Regions from separate parts of the Anas platyrhynchos genome. Here region 1 is linked to region 2. A link is a contact called in public Hi-C data. All regions are on one chromosome and are shown on one strand. The core of a region is the stretch at or near the end of the contact, and the rest is flanking DNA. Distances in the headings are between cores, read along the strand shown.

What was found. Hi-C and Micro-C count contacts between places; a contact is called where the count stands out from the background.
Region 1: a Hi-C map of liver shows a contact between it and region 2, with 2.6 times the contacts expected there. The contact joins two enhancer-like sites. A contact is called at or near these places in 2 of 8 Hi-C or Micro-C datasets (liver and skeletal muscle).

Annotation. Positions count from the first base shown.
Region 1 is chr9:372,844-376,381 of IASCAAS_PekinDuck_T2T, forward strand. All of the region lies in intron 6 of LOC101798394 (a long non-coding RNA gene), which reads left to right. Among named protein-coding and RNA genes, the nearest start is that of PFN2, 43 kb to the left of the region's middle. Within about 2 kb of position 1,523, at least 1 of the 8 cell types and tissues checked has an H3K27ac peak or open chromatin away from gene starts, as enhancers often do.
Region 2 is chr9:338,115-342,044 of IASCAAS_PekinDuck_T2T, forward strand. It overlaps LOC101798394 (a long non-coding RNA gene), which reads left to right. Exons shown (of 10, transcript XR_011811523.1): 2 at 1-3,930. Among named protein-coding and RNA genes, the nearest start is that of PFN2, 8.1 kb to the left of the region's middle. Within about 2 kb of position 2,002, at least 1 of the 8 cell types and tissues checked has an H3K27ac peak or open chromatin away from gene starts, as enhancers often do.

The sequences.
Region 1 (3,538 bases), core at 273-2,772, 34 kb after region 2:
ATGTTGTTATCCATGTTCCCATTTTCCAGATACTTGGAACTAATGCTAGAAATTCATTCATCAGAGTCAGGAGAATTACGCTGGGGGAAGGCGTTTTCTAGGTTGTCAGAGATCTCCTTGTAAGAAATGTACTTCCTTTGCCATTTCTCTTTGCCCTGATGTACTTGCAGGAGGGGTCTGAGTTTCCAAGGTCTTGATATTAAGGTCAGCAAAACCTGGTAAATCAGCTGTTTTTGCAGAAGCTCTGGCTGATATCCTGAGATATCTGTAGCCTGTAGTTCTGGTCCCATAGTGTACAACATAAGGAAAGCCTTCTGTGTCCAGTTGGAGTGTTAGTAGAGTCACTTGCAGTAGCATGTGAAGACTGGGGTCAAGAGAAAAATTAAATGTGTATTTTTGTAATTTTTCCCAGCTTGCGAAGATGCAAGTAAGTGCCAGTGTTCCTCCTCATTCCACTTCCTCTATCCTGCTATTACATGCAGATTTTAGGCATTAGATCTGCAAACAGTTTGAGAAATATGCCCCAGATCCCTTGACATTATACAGATGGTTTTACAGGAACTAACGTAGTCTCCAGTTTTGATGCAATTTTTATATAAGCTCTAAATATGGCACGAGAATTTCTCATTCCTTATTTTGCAAGAGAAATAAAACATGCCTTCATCTTGTTTCCCAAGCTGTACTGAATTCTGTGTAAGCCTGGTAACTACATACAAAAGGAAGGAAAATTTTTACACAGTGCCTAACTGAAAGGAAAGGCAATACTATGGTTGATCAAACATTTTTGTCATCCAGAAATTTCAGGGAATCTTGTGCTGCTGAAAGTCATGCGGGCAGCCATAGAGCCAGAGATCCCTCCTTTGTAACCATCACAGATATGTCTCATGCAGGTGCTGACAGAATTACATTGCTAGAATTTGCAGTGCTGCAGGCATTAATGGACTCCTGAAGCTGGTGAAAGGAGAGCTCCATCTACTGTTGTACTAAGAGAAGGCAAAAATAACTAGAATGGCTTTTTTTTTTTTTTTTTTTTTTGGCCTACTGGACAGCTACTGACTACCATGTCCCTTTCCCCCCCTCTTCCCTTTTCCTCCTCTTCCTATGGTCTTTAGAACCTTCCACTTCAAATCCAGTCCCCTGCCATAAAAAACCAGGAGAAGAAACAGAAACTGACCCTGATTTCTTGCCCCTGTCCCTAGCAGAAGTCCATAGTCCAAAGCCTTTTGACTCTGGAAAATTTTAGGAGGGCTGCAGGCAACATTTGCTCTAGAGCTGCAGAAGCAGGGGAAAAAAATCTAGATAGTGCACAGTTCTATGGCTTTTTGCTTCATTTGCTATGGTGTTATTTCTGAGCTTACTGGATTTTAGATAGTAGAGAGGTACTTCATGCGTAAATATACACACGTATTTAAATCAAAATTTAGCCCTACGCGGAACGGGATCCCTCTTTACCAAGCCTGGAGATGCAACGAGGTATGTGAATGTGTGGGTGTGAATTCTGCAAGGAAATTCTCTGCAATACTTTGAACTAACATTCCAATCTCTGTCGTATGGTTTATGCTTTTAATAGTGGTAATGCATATCTAAAACTTAGTGTTTTCCACTGACCTTTATCTTTGCAATAGGCTGAACCAAGACCCCACTGTTCAAGTGCCAATTGTGCTGGCCTGAGATATGTATTATATATAGATAGTACTGGCCAGTCTGGGTAGTTTCTGAAGGACGTTATATAATTCAGTTCTAGAAAAATAATAATAATAAATCAGGCTTCATAACACTGTGGCCATATATTTTACAAATAGAAAGTGTTAGTTTTTGTCTGCAAGTGATTATCAGGTGGTAAAAACATTGTTATTCTGTGCTTGCAGGGAACAGCGGAAGTGTCTAGATTCTTAGAATTCCATGAAAGGCTTAACAGATAATTGTTCTGCACTGATATCAGGAAGAGCTTGTGCTTATGTTACTTGACTGAGAGAGCTCATCTCGTGTATTGTGAACAGATGTTTCAGATTTGAGTTCAGCGTGGAAGAAGAGAGAACAGTCTAGACCCCAGCATTTTCCATCTTTCATAGTATTACAACCACACACCTCCTGGATACATTCTGACACCACATCTCCTGCATCACTCTCTTCTGCCTTAAAAAAAAACAAACAAACAAACAAAAAAAAAAGTATTCAGTAGTGATTTTGTTTTTTCAGACTGAGTGCTTCTTTACCATGAAACTGAAGTGCAGACTCCAAAGGAGTGTCACTTTATAGTTTATATATATAAAAATATATACTAAAAAAAAAATATTTGGGTATAGGGTGTCAAATGTACCAAGACTAACAAAGGCACTTGGTATTTTATTATTTGCTAGCCTTTGCTATATATATGGAGCTTTTTGCTGCATCTACATGTCTGACTGCTTTGGAGCAAGACTTTGCGGGACATGGGATGCATCAGGGACAGCACAGGTCTCTGCACAGTTGGGTTTCAGTTCAGAGTCATGCGGACTGCCTGTGCCAAGCTCTTCTGTTTCTGAGTTGTATCAATGGCTGTTGATCCTTTTCTCTCTGTGTGTTACAGGTAGGTGCAAGCAGAGGTCCTGCCTCCCTGCTTGGCCTACCCATAACAACAGGCTGGCCTGCTGGGTGCTGCAGCAGGTGCCTGCCTGTGTCAAGGATGGACCCTGCTGGTCCTCAGAGTCTGGCAAGGAACATGCAACTTCGCAAACTTTCCTGACTCTGAATGAATTGATAGCATTGGGTTTTCCTTTGTGTAAGGACACAGCTGCCTGAGCACATTACGTACAGTTGTTATGCTAATTAGCCATGTACTTCTCTGTCAATATTTATTTGGTAGTTTCAGAGTTTCACATCCATTTGCTTAAATGTATTTTACTTGTCATTGTTTGAACATACATAGCTGCAGATATCTCTAAAACCATAAGAAACAATTGAAACCTGCAGTAATACCCTCTCTGAAGTAATCATGTGCTTTCCACACCCTGGTGCATGTTACACAGCCAAACGGTCCTTAATGTTGCAACCCATGTGCATGCAACAACAGGAAAAACAGAAGAAATGTAAAATACTTCTCAACACAGCTGTCAACAATTAAACTGTGTGAGGTTTTGTTGGTGGAGGTTATGAAGAAGCCCTTGGAAATATGAAACATCTTTTGAAAGCAAGCACTGAAAATATGCGCCACAAACCAAGGAATAGATTGCAGATGGCAAATATATGTATCCGCAGACTGTCAAACAGTTTGGTTTGACAAATGGCTGTGATCTACCTTGAAGCTGTGCAGAGTATGAACAGTCAGGTTGCAGAGCCATGGTGTACAAAAATAATTAAGCAAGAGTAAGCAAGCCTGATACTGTTGTTAAGGGAGAATCTATCTTTATATTCAATGGCCAGATCCCCCAGATAGCTAGGAGTTGGAGGACCTTTCACTCCTGTTAACAATACAGTTCAATTTTTGTGCCATGTTTGCCATCTGCAAACCCTCAGGATCTGCTGTAAGAAAGGAGAAAATGCAGCAGCGTTCACCTGT
Region 2 (3,930 bases), core at 752-3,251:
CACTCTTGTCCATCTTCCTGGAGTCCTCATACAGAAATTCAGCTTGCACAAAGTCATTGGATCACATTTAGATAGGAGCAATTGTGGAGCACTCTGCCCTTGGTCATGCACATTTCAAACAGTGTGTGCTGAGGTTATGTGGAAATGTACATGGGAAAGATGCATCTAACACAACTTGTCTGTACTTACAGTTAAGGTAAATATGAAATGGCAAAGGGTACTTTTTAAAGATTTGTAACTCAGGTGTGTTAACGTTTCTCTAGAAGAGTGAAAAGATTCCTCCTCTTTCATTTTTCTTTGAAACTCAAATGTAAAATGCAGAATGAGGACCACTTTTCTTCAACAAAAATACATGACTTTGATATACCAAAAATTCATATATATATCATAATCAACAATCCATCATATTATTGCTTTGGTTGTTAACAATCTGAGTTACCATCCTGTTACCATGTCCTGCTGGACAAACCTGTGTTTTAACTATTAGTTTAGAATAGTGTGCATAACACAGTTGTAACATAATGCGTTTTTGGTTGCAGAGTTACTAACAGGTACAGTTTTAGCACTTTGCATTGCAAAAAAATGTGGAAAAACATTGGAAGAGAACATTAGCACCAACTAGATTTTTTTTTTTTTCATTTTCTTTCATTAAAGACACTTTCTCATGGCGTCATCAGAGGATGTCTTTTGAGAAAATAATGGTAAATGCTGGCTAGTAGTCAAGCCATGTATAAAACCATTAGGGCCCAAGTTTTTCAAAACCATTAATAACCTATTTGTAGATATGGCTTAGTTGGATGAATTGGAATATGTGCTCTTTGGAAGAAAATGGAACTGCTTTACTAAAATAGGACAGCTTGGAGGCAGCATGTAGACAAATGCGTATTTTTTTCTCAAAATCTACTGCTGGTGTAGAAGTTGAGACAGTCATCAGTCAAATGATGTCTGCAGCAGTGGAAATGGCAGTTCCTCAAATGCCAGCTTATACGCTTTTCCATCGTATTCTTTTATAATGTATTTCTATTGGGCACAGTTTTTTCTCGTTCTTCTTCACATATTTGTCTCTAGTTCCAACTTTTTTTTTTTTTTTTTTTTTTAAAGAGAAGTAGTTAGTGGTGAAAAATTACATTTCACTCTCCATGCTTAAAGCATTGTAACTGCTTGGTAGTAGTTTCTGATATTTATTAGTTTGAGAGAATAATAATTTTTATCAAATATCATTAAGGACTAATCAGAAAATGTGTGGCTTTGTGGAAAAAAATGTTTCTAATTTAAATGAGTAAATATTTTGTGTATATATATTTGCTATTTTAGAAACTATATCCTGTAACAGGAAATAGAAATGTCACAAAAGGATTTGCAATTTTAACCACAGTACAAACATGATCGCCTTACAGCATGCAGAATGGTAAATTGAGTTTAACAAAGATTAATCGAACCATTCTGCTAACTTTGCTGAAGTTCCTTTGTTTCTTTCTTTCTTCTTCCCTTCTGTCAATTCCCCTGCTCCCTTTCCCTGTGCTTTATCTTTCTTTTAGCTGTGGACTGTTGTTTTTTTGTGTTTTTTTTAGCATTAATTGGGAATTCTCTTTTTTTTTTTTTTTTTGCCATTTTATACATACTATTAAATACCACTACAGTAAATTCCAGAATTAAAACAAAGATTTTATTTATGAACTGCTTTGCTGAAAGAAAGGAGAAAGTAACCAGGAGGTACATCCAAAAAACAGAATATAGGCACTTGCTCATAAGTTTCTGTCCTGATGCCAGCTTTGTTTCTGGCCTGGCTTTGGGTGGCGAAGCCTGCGAGGGCACACGTTGCAGGTGTGCAGGTGTCAGGCCCTGTGGGATGAAGTGGCCTCTGCAGCTGGGCTGAGCCTTTGCTGTGTAGCAGTTTGGAAGCACTTGGCAAGGAATGGGAAGTCCAGGAGTGGGATCTGTTTTTCTGAGCAGTTTCAAACACGGATTTTCCCCTTCTCTTGAGAGTACCCTAGCTCCAGGCAGTGGGCTTCAGGGAGGAGTGCTCTGTGTTCCCTCCCTGCCTGCACCCGCTGTGTTCACTGGATCAGGAGAAGGTCAGTAGTGCAGAATATTACCATAATAATCGTACATTGCTGCCACGGAGAGAACTGCCTGAGTGGAAGCTTGGTTCCACAGACTGGGATGTGCGCATTTGGAGAATGTTGTCTGTATCCAACAGGTATCTTCTGTTTGGTACAAGACACAGCATCTTTAAAATTAAGCCCTTATACAATGTAAGAGTAATTCCAACTGACTTCCCTTTGTGTGTTTGAGCCGTTAGGCTTGCTGCTTCTTGATAGTTTGGTAAGCGTGTTTGCTATTTTTTGACTGCAAGTCTTTCAGTAACTTCCAGGACCCTGGCACTAGATGGAGCTTTAATCTACTTGCACTTCCAGGTCTTAAGTTTAGCTGCAAGCTAAAAAGATGGAAGAATAAATGAAGATATGTATGCCTGCTGTTAAATTTACAGTGCCCTTTTTTCCATTTGTTAGCAGAGTGGTGTAAATGATAAAATAGCAGAACTTCCTCTATCCAGTAGGTGGTTTATAATCATGCTTACTAGCACACTTTAATGTACTCTCAAGCTCATGGGAGAAGCTGCTATAAAATAGATGTACTGAAAATGTGCTGTATATTTAAGCTAATAATTAGGCTGTTCTGAGTAAAGGTAATGCCATTTTCTGAATGAAATCTCTGTTTATATATCAGGATGGGGTGGGGGTGACCAAGCCGTCTGTTTGCTGTGCTCATTCAATAATGCATTTGCATTTTTACTTCGTGCTACTAAAGCCAACAATTTAGAATCATCTGTTATCAGTCACTTCATTTTTTTCTCCATGTGTTACCCTTGAAAATATTGAACAAATAAAAACAAATAAAAAACAGCTTTGAAACTGTAGTGTTTAATACTTTTTATTTAGCAAGCATCATGTCTCACAGGCTGCACAGTCCATACCAGAAATTTAACACTGTCTCTGCCTTCTGCAGAAATAAAGGGAAGTACACGTAGATTTTTTGTTGGTTTCCAATGTTCATATCACCAAAAGACTAGTTCAGTCTAAACCATTTTCCAGACAGCAAAGTATCAAATATGTAATCAGTTCCTATTCAGTGCCACTCCGCTCTTTTTTTAAAACGATTTAGTAAAGTAAACCGGGAGATAAATACTTGGAAAAAATCCCAAAGCATACTTGGAATGCTGGATATGATAAACAAGGTTGCGTGTTTCAGCATCTCACTGCCATCTCCTCCTCAAGGTCTAATCTCTCAGTATACTTCACCTTTTATCAGCAGAGCTGAGGGACTCCATGCATACCACAGGATGAAGAATCTTTGTGGAAAACTACATAAATGCAGTATTGTCAGAGAGATGCTTTTGCTCGTATTCGGAGATTTCTACTACAGTACAAAACTGCTAAAGATCCATATTATATAAGGAAGAGGGCATGCTATATTGTGGACAAGTGTTTGCATGTGGCAATCTGTTCACAGTATTGGCTGTTCAGAAGAGGGAAGTATCTCAAACAGTGTTCAGAAAACACCTGTTTAAGAAAGTAATTTTAAAGGGGTGTTTAGTAGCTGACCTGGGAAAATTTGAATAGTTACTTGTGCCTAGATATTTATGTGTATTCAAAGTCATAATTTCCAAGGGAATCAATGGAAGTTTGATGCTTGAATATCTTTTAAAACTGTTTTTGTGAGGTTGTCACCAGTTGTTTTTCAACTGTAAAATGTCATTAGTACTGGTTTCAAAGGAAGAAGTTTGCCACTTTTTGAAGACAGAAGCAAGGGATATACTGGTATATCTGATTCCTCAGCTGCATTTGGAGAGCAGTGAGAAGTTATAATCCTTGGTGACATCAGTGATACAGGGCATAAAAAAGTTAAATGTCATTATTTCTTTACATT